2 separate regions of the Mus musculus genome follow, and region 2 is linked to region 1. Evidence: chromatin contacts called from public HiCAR-type data. All regions are on one chromosome and are shown on one strand. Each heading gives the region's core, a stretch centred on a gene start, on an enhancer-like site or on the middle of the called end of the contact. The rest is flanking DNA. Distances are from core to core; before and after follow the strand shown.

Region 1 (5,452 bases), core at 1,749-4,248:
TGAGTAATATAGGTTATTCTTCCTCAAATAAAACTTTCAGAAAATGATGATGGTTGTATCTTTCTGTATCTTTCTATGTGATGATCTTGGAGGTAAGCTGTGGCTGGATGGTAGCATTTGGTTTTTACCCAGGAATTAAGCATTTGAATATTAGCCTTTGATTTGTAACAATGTTTTTTCATCCATTGTGCTCAGACTGCCGGTTTTAATGTACACAGGGACACTGTCTGTGACCTTTACTGATCTCATATGTCTTACATTTTGTTGGTGTCATTGCAATATCTTCTCCTTAAGTTGATTTTAAACTTTTCAAAGTCAGAATTGGATATATGTCTACAAATAAAAGATTTGCAACTTAGCAACATATAAGGTGATCTATCATACAAAGAGATGAAGTCCAAAGCAGAGAGAAACATTGAGATAGAAATAGAGATGAGAGATAGACAGACAGACAGACAGACAGATGATAGGTGTGTGTGTGTGTGTGTGTGTGTGAGAGAGAGAGAGAGAGATATATGAGATGGCCATATGTTTATTTTCATTTAACTAAATAATTTTTATTCAAGATTACTAAAATTGAACACTGCATTACGTTTTAAACTTTGCATTCCTGGGGGGAAATAAATGAGTGAATTAAATATTGGTTGTCAGAAATTGACTTTCAATATGGTACTGTATTAGAACACCATAACATTTTGTGGTGAACTATGATGAGAGATAATCTTATGTATTTGACATGATTTAACTTGGCAAATTAAACACATAAGAGACCATATTAGGCAAAGGCATATTATTGTAAAATTATATTTAAAGAATAATTTTAAAACGTAAAAAATACATTTAATATTTCAAATACTCTGAATTTAAACTCAAATAAATAAAAGAAACAAGCAAGCATGTGATTGGGTGAAAAATTTAAAAGTTTGTTTCAAGAAACATAGGACTCTTTCTCTGAAAAGTGCAGAAAGACTCCACCTCCCCTGTGATTGCTTAGACTGGGTTCTTTCCACTCAGTTTCTGTCCTCATTAAATTTACTCTTTCTTTTCTGTCTCCAGCACACGTTGAAACAAAACCATCTTGGAAAGGGGATGATGGCAAATGGATGAAAGACTAGCTTCTTGTCATTTGGTGGTTACTATAGCAATAATCATGATGGGGGGTTTCCAGCTGCAAGTGGTTTCTATAACAACATGATAGGGTGCTTTTGAAATGGACCAGAGGCAAATGGATTCTTCGTGGGTTTTTTTTAACCCTTTTATACCTAGGATTGGCATTTTCTTGGAACGCACGGTTTATTTAACAGAACCTTGAAATTATTGCTTTAATGTTTTGAGGATTAAACAATCAATTATTTTATACAGTCCTGGCTTGAGCTGATGTTATTTTGGTGTCCTTTACTTCTGGATAGCATCTGTATTCTTGTTGTTGTTGTTGTTGTTGTTTTGTTTTTTTCAAGACAGGGTTTCTCTCTATATAGCCCTGGCTGTCCTGGAACTCAGTCTGTAGACCAGGCTGGCCTCGGACTCCGAAATCAGCCTGCCTCTGCCTCCCAAGTGCTGGGATTAAAGGCGTGCGCCACCACCGCCCGGCACATCTGTATTTCTACAAATAAAACTGAGATAAAACGTAGAAAATATCTTTAAAACATACAGAATATTTGTGAAAGATACAAATTTTCACTACATATTCATTTACTTATTTGTGATTTATGTGAGTGTGGCATGCCTCTGGAGATCAGAAGTCAGTTTGTGACAGTTTTGTCTGTCCATTGTGTGAGTATTCCAGATTGACCTAAGGTGGTTAGGCTGAGATGCTAGCACCTTACCCACTGAGCCATCCCATTAGACCCATTTTATAGTATTCACTAACACAGGGAGAACTTCTAATAGCCTTTATAGAAAAACCTTCTAACTTTCACATAGATTGTCCAAAGGTGGTTGATATGGTGGAAAAACAGACCAATGGCTGTGCTAGTGTACTCTGCCATAGGTGGAGAGACTTCTGCTCTCTGCAGATTAACTGTGCAAATTTTGTTATACCATCCAAAATGCTCTAAGTCATGGATGATCCATCTCTCTTTGACTAATAACTCAGGAAAATGTTATAAAAGGAAGCTTAGTACCTTGCCCAAAGCTATCTTAGTGTGGGAAAATAAGACAGAACAGAACAAAGGAACTGTCTCACTCATAAATAAGCACCATTCCAGAGCTTCTAAGTGAGTGTTCAAAAGATAGATAACTGGTCCAAGGCACAGGACTGCTGCTTCGTGGTGGGTTGGATACAATTTTTAAGAGAAATAATGACATAAGGCTTAAATGTAATCATTCTATCAGTTAAAGAAGATGAGAATTAGGCTTGCTTCTTTCAGTTCCATGGGTCAGTTAGGAGGTATACACAGTGACGAGTAATGTGCGGGCTTCATTTTCAAAACATCACTTTAAATACTAGCATTAGACAAAACTTCCATAAATATATTCAATTTACAGATATGGAATTTGCTGGACTTTATCCTTCTTTTCCCATCAACTCAAAAAACATATTAAATACAAAGGCATGCCCTCGAAACAGAGGTGGTCACGGCCACGGTGTTGGTGTTTAAGATCAGGCGCTTTTGTGGTATGTAACTCCTTATGCACACCCCCAAATGGAGCCTTTATGCTTTCTATTCAGTTAAGCTGCCAATCCCATGTATGAGACAGTCTCTTGCAGCTCTCAGAAGGATGCCAGTACCCCTACATTTCCCTGGGAGTTTTCAAACATCAGCATTTTCTTTTCCCTGGTGTTTCATGCTAAGCAACACAGCCTCAGAATTCATTACTTATGCACTTGCCTTCCCCTTCTGGGTAGAGTCTGCCAAACAGGTCCCTGCGAGCTCAAGCCCTGTTTTGCATGTATCCTGTGACGTTGTGCAGAAGAGCCAAGGCATGTCTATGTGCACCAAGGCCCTGCTTAGAAGCGGATGTGCCAGAGCACGCCAGGCAGGGAGCCCCTCAAACACCTCCAAATTGTATCCAGACCAGAGGCACTGCGGCTTCGCAGCTGTTGTGCTCAGTGCCAGGGAGCTCTTAGCTGAATAAAGAAAAAGAAATCTATTCAGGGTGGCTTCCAAGTTAGCTGGTAGCCACAGTAACCTGGGTTTTCCCCCAGATGCCAACCACAACTTCGAGAGATCTGAGTGAAGCAAATCAGCCTCTCTCTGTTCAAGTGTAGTGAGCCATAGAGTGAGCAAAACCAATTTCCCCAGGGAAACCAATTAGCCAGAAGAGCAAAACAATCAGTATGTATTCTCCAAACTATTCAAGACACATGGGAGCGTGCAAAATGCATAATCGGGGACTGGGGAAACAACACAGTGGTCAAAGCACTCGTGACCCAAACAGTTAACGTGAGGACGGCAGTTCAGATCCCCAGAAACCTAGTGGAAATCTGGTGGGTACATTTAGGCCTCTGTAAACACATGCATTCATGTATGCACACACCATTACACATCTGTGCTCACATACATGTGATCAATGCATGTACACACTCATGTAACACACACACGACAATAAAATAAAGTGCTCAATCCTAACTGAACACATAGGTCATATATACAGACACACTGAAAAATCCTAATACTTGACCTTATAGAGCTAATATTTTAGTAGATGACTGTTACAACGTATCTTAGCAACAGTAAGTCCTGGGACTGCTCTGGCTGGAGATTCACAAGACTGCAGCAATATGGGAGATGTGACCAAAGCGTGCCTTGCCCAGGGCTTCTGAGGATGTACACTATTTGAAGATACCTTACAAATGTCTCTCATGGGGCACACTGAGATGCCTTAATTGTAGTTACAACAATAATGAAGTAGCACATTTCAATTACAGAGAAAAACATCTTATGCACAGTCACTACAGTGCATGACTCTTCTAGGGCTTAGTTGCTTCTCCAAACACATGAAAACATCAAGAGCTGCCCTGTCTGCAGCATCAGCCATTAGTCACATGTGGCTTTGATAGCTGGAGTGTGCTGAAAGTATAAAGCACACTTGCAAAGAAAATACAAATGGTACCGTTTGATCTAAGTAATTTTGTAGTAATTATATATTGAAATGAAAATATTTTAGGGATACTTGGCTACACTAAATATATTAAAATTAATTTTGACAATTGGTGTTTTACATTACTCATTTATTTACCTTGTGTGTGTGTGTGCGCGCGTGCAGCATGTGTGTGTGTGTGTGTGTGTATGTGGTGTGTGTGTGTGTGTGTGTGTGTGTGTGGTGTGTGTGTGTGTAGTGTGTGTGTGTGTGGTGTGTCTGTGTGTATGTGTGTGTGGTGTGTGTGTGTGTGGTGTGTGTGTGTGTGTGTGGTGTGTGTGTGTGTGTGGTGTGTGTGTGTGTGTGGTGTGTGTGTGTGTGTGTGTGTGTGTGTGGTGTGTGTGTGTGTGTGTGTGTGTGTGGTGTGTGTCTGTGTGTATGTCTGTGTGTGGTGTGTGTGTGTGTGTGTGTGTGTATGTGTGTGTGTGTGGTGTGTGGTGTGTGTGTGTGTGTGTGGTGTGTGTGGTGTGTGTGGTGTGTGTGGTGTGTGTGGTGTGTGTGGTGTGTGTGTGTGTTTGTGTGTGTGTGGTGTGTGTGGTGTGTGGTGTGTGTGTGTGTGTGTGTGTGTGTGTGTGTGTGTGTGTGTACGTGCCAAGGCTTGCAAAAATAGTTTTTTGGGAGTTGGTTCTCTCATCGCACCATGTATGTGTCAGAGAAAGACCTCCTTAGCTTAGCAGGTGCCTTCCTCGTCTGCTGAAGCATTCCCACAGCCCTGTGGTTTGCTTTTAATGTAGTGGGTAGAATGCTCACTGCATACGTGGCTGACATGTGATAGACGGAGGTAGAACAAGCGTGTGCTGCTGCAGTGTACTCTCCACCAACAGCAGCAGCTGGATGTTTTTCGGCCCAACCGTGCTAAAGCTCCGGCTTTACCAACACTTTCTGTGCTTCAGAGGACCACGGACGTTTGGAAGAACGGGTGGGAATAACCTTTTCAGTGTTTCTTTTCATGATTCTTCTTCCTCTCTGAGGTTTTTTTTTTTTTTTTTCAGATAAATGTCTTGAAGTCTCTTGGCATTCGGTCCTACTACATATTAGATGCACAAAACCAGTGAAGTACTTTGACATTCCAGAAAATTCCCCATTTATAAGATGAATGTAACGGTTCCATATCCCATAATCTTTCCATAGAAAGTAAATGAAGTGGTAGGTTTATTCTTTGATCCTAAGGAACCAGAAAATTAGAGACATTTTATGTTAATAATAACATTTAAGTTTGACATATATATATGGTGTCTTTTTATTTCCTCCTCTCTAATTCTTATCCTGACGACCTCTTTTCTCTCGTAGCATCTTGTACTCTCTCCTAAAAAAAAATCACTTCATTCACATAGTTCTGCCTTATATATGTGGGTGTATGGGTGTAGAA
Region 2 (5,452 bases), core at 951-3,450, 75 kb before region 1:
TGCTAAGATTAAACAGGTATATTAAGTCAAAGCTATATAGAATAACTGCTGACAGTCTGGAGTCTTTCTCCCAAACACAGAACCTGTACCCTGTTAAGAGAAAATGAAGAAAACACAAAAGGGTAAATACCAAATTATTTCTGATTCACAACAAATTTAAAATAACAAGGTAAACTATGTGCCGAAAATCAGAGCATGTTCCCTTCAGAACTCTTCTTAAACATTCCTTCCAAAGTTTAGTTTGTAGTGATTACCACTGTTGTAGGAGAGGCACAAGGGGTAAGTGACTAGGGCTAGGAAAGGGGTTAGCCTTACCTATCCGGTCAAATGTCTTATCACATTTGGGACACTGCAGGATTTTCTTATTGCTGTTCTGAATGATGACGGGAGCTAACCCTTCATGGATGCTCCCGGCAGAGTCGCCAGCCTCAGGTTCCTCTTCTGCATCATTATCTTTGTCACTCTGCTCCGTGTCAGAGTCTTCATCGGACACTTCCTCCTCCAGCTCTTCGTCTTCGGCATTATATTCACTGCCAGGGTCCTCAGAATCATTTCTATCTGACCTCTCCTTCTCAGAACTTTCTTGATGCAAATTGTCTGACCCATCCCCACTCTCCTGTTCATCGTCGCTGGTATCCTCAAACTTGACAGGGCACTTCCGATTCCTCTTTGACCTCCGGGTAGAAAAACTTCTCTCCAGCATTTTTAACCCATGTTTTTTCCCAAGGAGCAGAGACCTGTGAGTTTTGGCTAAATGATTCTCTAAGGACTTTTTATAGCAGAAATGCCTACTACAAAATTTGCACTGATGACTACTCGACAGTCTTCCAGTTAGCTCATTTAGTGTTTCTTCTGGTGACGACTTTTCAGTCAGTTCGGCCTGAAAGGCAGCAACATTCTCATTATTCAGCAGCTTTACCGCATCGATGATGTCCAAAAATTTTGCAGCCTCTAACACAAGAGGTATTTCGTATTTGTACACAAAAAACTCCGATGTGTAGAGGAACTCAAGCAAATGCTGAAAAACCGAATGCGTTACGTGATCCAGGGTGACAACATCAGTGCTTGGATTTTTGCTCAGACACGCATGAAAATAACTACTGCCGACAGCAACGACCACTTTATGCGCACTAAACTCTTTCCCTTCCACTATGATAAGTAAATCGCAGAAAGACGGTTGCTTCTGCCTATCATCGTTCAAATACTTCAGCAAATTCTTATTATACTGCAAAGAACTCAAAAGCTTTCTCTGATCTGGAGAGGGAGGCAGTTCTTGGCAACGCTGGGCAGCTTCGGGGGTTGGTCTTTCTGGAGCCTGAGTATAGGTCACTTGGCCACACTCCACAGCAGCATTTTCTTCCGAAGAGTCTTTATGATAGCCTAGATGGATCTTCTCGTCAAGATTTGAAGTAACCTTTCTCCTTTTCTTCATTGCAATGCGGCAATTTTTGAACAAGAAACTTCATACGTGACTTAGGCGATTGATGAAACAAAACTAGATTGTCTTGAACAACAGCTTCTGAAGGGGCGTGCCCCACCGTTTCATGGTCTGCAAAAAGAGTGAGAATCAGGTAAGAGCTCCACCGCATAGCCATCTTAAATAACCCAAAGGTGTTGTCAACTAGTCTTTCCTACATTGTAACTAGATTACAAAGTCGACAGTGCATTCACTCCCAGCTAAGATTTTCTTTTTTTTTAGGGCAGGGAACCAGGAGAGCTGGGCTGGGAAAGACAATCCAACAAAAGAATAGTGTGAAGTGAAGGCACAGCACACCTTCCAGGCCTGATTCACGAATAAGGTGGAGAGAACACAACCCAGAGAGCACCATCCCGCCGAGACCGCAAACAAGGCAGACTGGCCGGCCGGGACCGCAGTCCCGATTTGGGTGCTGGGACCTTGACAATAAGGCCAGCGCGGCCACGAAACGCAAGTCTCCATTAGCATGCTTTCCCCGGGCGAGCGCGGCATGGCTCCTGAGCGACAGACCTTCCGAAATCCACTAGGCACGGCGGCCCCAGGAGGGGAGCAGAGTGGGGTCAGCACGGGCGACGACTGCAGGAAGCCGAGTCTTCCCAGGCCGGGGTTGGCGGGGACCCGCGCTCGCCCGTGACCCTTCCCTCCCAGGCTGCCCGGGGCAAGCGTCCCACAGGCCCATTACCGGGAAGCCCGGGCTCCCGCGCCGGCTCGGGGCCGCCCAGCTCCGATCCCCGCGCGCTCGCGCCCGCGCCCACCCACTTCCGGGTCCGGCCCCCCACCTCAGCCACCTCGGCGGCGCTCCTTCCCCTCGCGGAGTCCCGCCGCCGCCGCCGCTCGCCAGGCAGGCACGTCAGGCCCGCGCAGCCGCCCAGCCGCCGCGAGAAGCCGGGGAGCCCCGGCATCCGCCCGAGCGCATGCGCGCGCCTCCAGCCCTGCGCATGCTCCGTGAGCTTTCTTTCCTGCCCTGGGTGCCCTACCGAGGTCCCAGGTCCGTTATACCCGCTTTTCGTGGCCACTTAAGGGCCCTCGTTAACTGAACCAGAAAAACTTGGCTGCGGGAGGGGAAGATAGCTGTGATGAGGGGTTAGGGGGAATTGGCGCCACGACAACTGGTGTGTTTCCAGTGTGTCACCAAACAGCGACCTCCTCCGGAAACCTGCCAGTTTCCAGTCCACAGTGGCAAACACCCAAAGTGCTGGCTGGAAGTAGTTGTATGGCTTTCCGACTTACATGTGCGTAAAATGTAAGCACACCTAAAATTGTGGGGTTTGTTTTTATTACCTTGCTATGAACAGAAGATGTGCATGTAAGATGTGAAGCTGAGAAAAGGACAACCAAACCTCTACGGGACTTAGAGCCTCAGAGCCCCTGCCTAACGTGTTGCATCTCCGACAGAATGCCCAGTGGCCCGATATTGCCCGTCTGGCGATGAAGGTTCTAGAGTTTGTTTGTACAAACCTAAGGAAAAAAACTGATACAAAGGCCGTGACCAAAAAGAAATCAATACACACACCTTCCCTTTTACCTGTAACTCCACTCTCTTCATAACTCTGAATCTGAAAAGGTTACCCTCTCATTAGCAAATACGAGCAAGTGCATACCCAGGAGGAGGAGAAGTTGAGGGAGCGTGTGGGGGACTTTTGGGATGGCATTGGAAATGTAAATGAAATAAATACCTAATTAAAAAAGAAGAAGAATGTACACCCAGAATAGTATAAGGAAAGCTAATGAAAATGATAAAATACTCAGAGCTATAGATTATAAAGTAGAAAATGTTTGAAAAGACAAGCCCATAGATATTAATTTTGTGTGTGTGTGGGGGGGGGTGCAGTGTTATCATCCATCGTCTGGCTCCTACCACCAAGTCTTTCCAGCTGTTGTCATGTGTCAGTGTTCTAAGTTACATGGGACAATCAAAGAAATGGGGTCACTTCCGGGCGAAATATGGCATTGCAGGCAGCAAAGAGGAACGGCCTCAATGAGCTGAACCTCGGACAGCTGTTCAAATGCTGTTTGGGGAGGGGGATAAAGCAAGCCCCTCATACAAAGGCCTGTGGTCTAAGCTAGATGTTTCATGAAGGAGAACACCACACCACTGCAACTTTAGCCTTCACTGTGTACTGTTTGTAGTACTCAATAATGTAAGACATTCCAGGTCTGCCAGGGCAGTCTTGTGACCAAAGTCGGGCAAAGGATGGAAAGCTCCTTCAGGAAAAAAAAAAAAAAAAGACTCTATAGAAAAAAAAATCACCATTTCTACAATGATTTCTTCAAGGTCAAGGTACTTCTAAAAACCATCTATTCATTCTGGTGTTTCCCCTAGGTCCAGTGAAAAAACAGCAATTTTCATTCAAATGTTTACCTTAGATATAATGATTCTACCAAACACACCACAGTCATGTTGGTCCAACAAAGATGAACTCAATCTCTTTGGAACTATAATAAATCCTCTCTACTACGTTTCATCTGTCAAGCATTCTATCTAAATACCAGAAAAGAAACTGATACACCATATAATATGGTTTCTTGTCTATCTCACTCATCAGACAAAAATCATATAGGACAAGTTGTATTAATCTCTTACACTGCTGTATTTTAATAACTAGTAAAATACCCAGAGACTTCATTGTGATACTCAATATCCCAATGAAGACAACAGATGTAGATTACACACTTACATAAATCAACTTGCCCCATATGGAACTGTCAAATAGATGATACAAGGCCTATGCCTGTCAGTGAGGAGCACAACTATTCCTCACCTGTTTGGATACTATCACAGTCCTCTTAGAAGAAATGCCATGCAACACAAACAATGACTGAAGTCCTCATAAATAGCCTTAACCCAATTCAGTATTCTATGTTGCACCAAGAGATAATCGATGTAGTCTTTTCACAACCACTGAAGTGAAGAACAGGGCTGATAACAACCAGGTACAATGGTACTTGCAACTGCCATACAACCCCATTATAATCAGATTAGTTTTAAAAGTGGATTATTAAATTACGACTTAAAAGGCTTAAGTGTATGAAACATCTTGCACCAATGAAAAAGGAAGAGACCTTTTGAAAAATGACCATAACATTGTCAAGTAAAAACCCCAGTGCAAGAGGCAGTATATGAATTGTTAGCCCTAAAAACCATAAAGACTACTTCTATTGTTGCTGCATGCTAGATCTAGATAGTAAGACTCTGCTACTGATGGCGTTACATACTCTGGTTGTCGGACACAAAGAAATAAAACTGAATTTAGCTGCAAGTTCCCTCCTCACTGGATGACACTCATAGTACTGAAAGGTGCAGCTGAGGGAAAATTGTCACAAACAGTCCTGCTCAATGATATTTCAATACTATTTGCTACAGTATTGAAATGCCAGGCAGGATTTGCCTATGCAACAGTGGCACAATTATCGTGGGTACAATCAACTTAAGTCCTGCTCTAAAATACATAGGTTCGTGACTTGTACTGTAAACCAAAACAAAAATTCATGGCTTAGAAGGTCACAGGCCCCAGGGAGAAAACCACAGCTACTGTTTTAAATGAATGTGATATGTATGTCACAGTGCTTTCAAACATTTGTGTTAAGCCCTTAGATCACCATTGCTGTTAGCCTCTACCAGGAAGGGAAGGAAATTTCCTTATGGAGTAGCTGGTATACATTATATCGGTGCTATAGACAACAAATCTATAAATAGCATTATACTAAATGGAGACAAACATATTTTTTCCTCTAAAATAATGAATAAGACAAGGATGCTCACTCTTTTCCCCTTATTTAGTACAGTTCATGAGGTCTGAGTTACAGCAACCATAAAAGGAGATATAAAAGTAATAAAATAGAAAAGGGAAAGGCTGAGTTACTCCTATTTGGAGATGACATGAGTTGATACTATAAGTTAGACAATAATAGTATATTAGAAGACCTTATAGAATCTACTAGAAAGCTTGAGATCCATTAAACATAAGTAAAGTT

Evidence for each region. HiCAR-type assays count read pairs that join an accessible place to other places.
Region 2: a HiCAR-type map of astrocytes shows a contact between it and region 1, with 4 times the contacts expected there. The contact joins the promoter of Zbtb41 here to the enhancer-like site in region 1. A contact is called at or near these places in 1 of 15 datasets of contacts at CTCF or cohesin (pro-B cells), 3 of 484 Hi-C or Micro-C datasets (the N1E-115 cell line, neural progenitor cells and stem cell-derived neural progenitor cells), 5 of 115 datasets of contacts at active chromatin or transcription factors (astrocytes, large pre-B cells, neural progenitor cells and 1 more) and 2 of 9 other capture datasets (adipose tissue and pancreatic islet).

Annotation. Positions count from the first base shown.
Region 1 is chr1:139,344,482-139,349,933 of GRCm38.p6, reverse strand. The region is part of intron 1 of Crb1 (crumbs family member 1, photoreceptor morphogenesis associated); the gene reads left to right. Among named protein-coding and RNA genes, the nearest start is that of Crb1, 30 kb to the left of the region's middle. Within about 2 kb of position 2,998, at least 66 of the 459 cell types and tissues checked have an H3K27ac peak or open chromatin away from gene starts, as enhancers often do. A contact at or near this core is called in astrocytes, neural progenitor cells and stem cell-derived neural progenitor cells, where this site is marked.
Region 2 is chr1:139,419,131-139,424,582 of GRCm38.p6, reverse strand. Zbtb41 (zinc finger and BTB domain containing 41) reads right to left here and starts at 2,200. Exons shown (of 11, transcript NM_172643.5): 1 at 2,160-2,200; 2 at 316-1,549. The coding sequence starts at 1,432.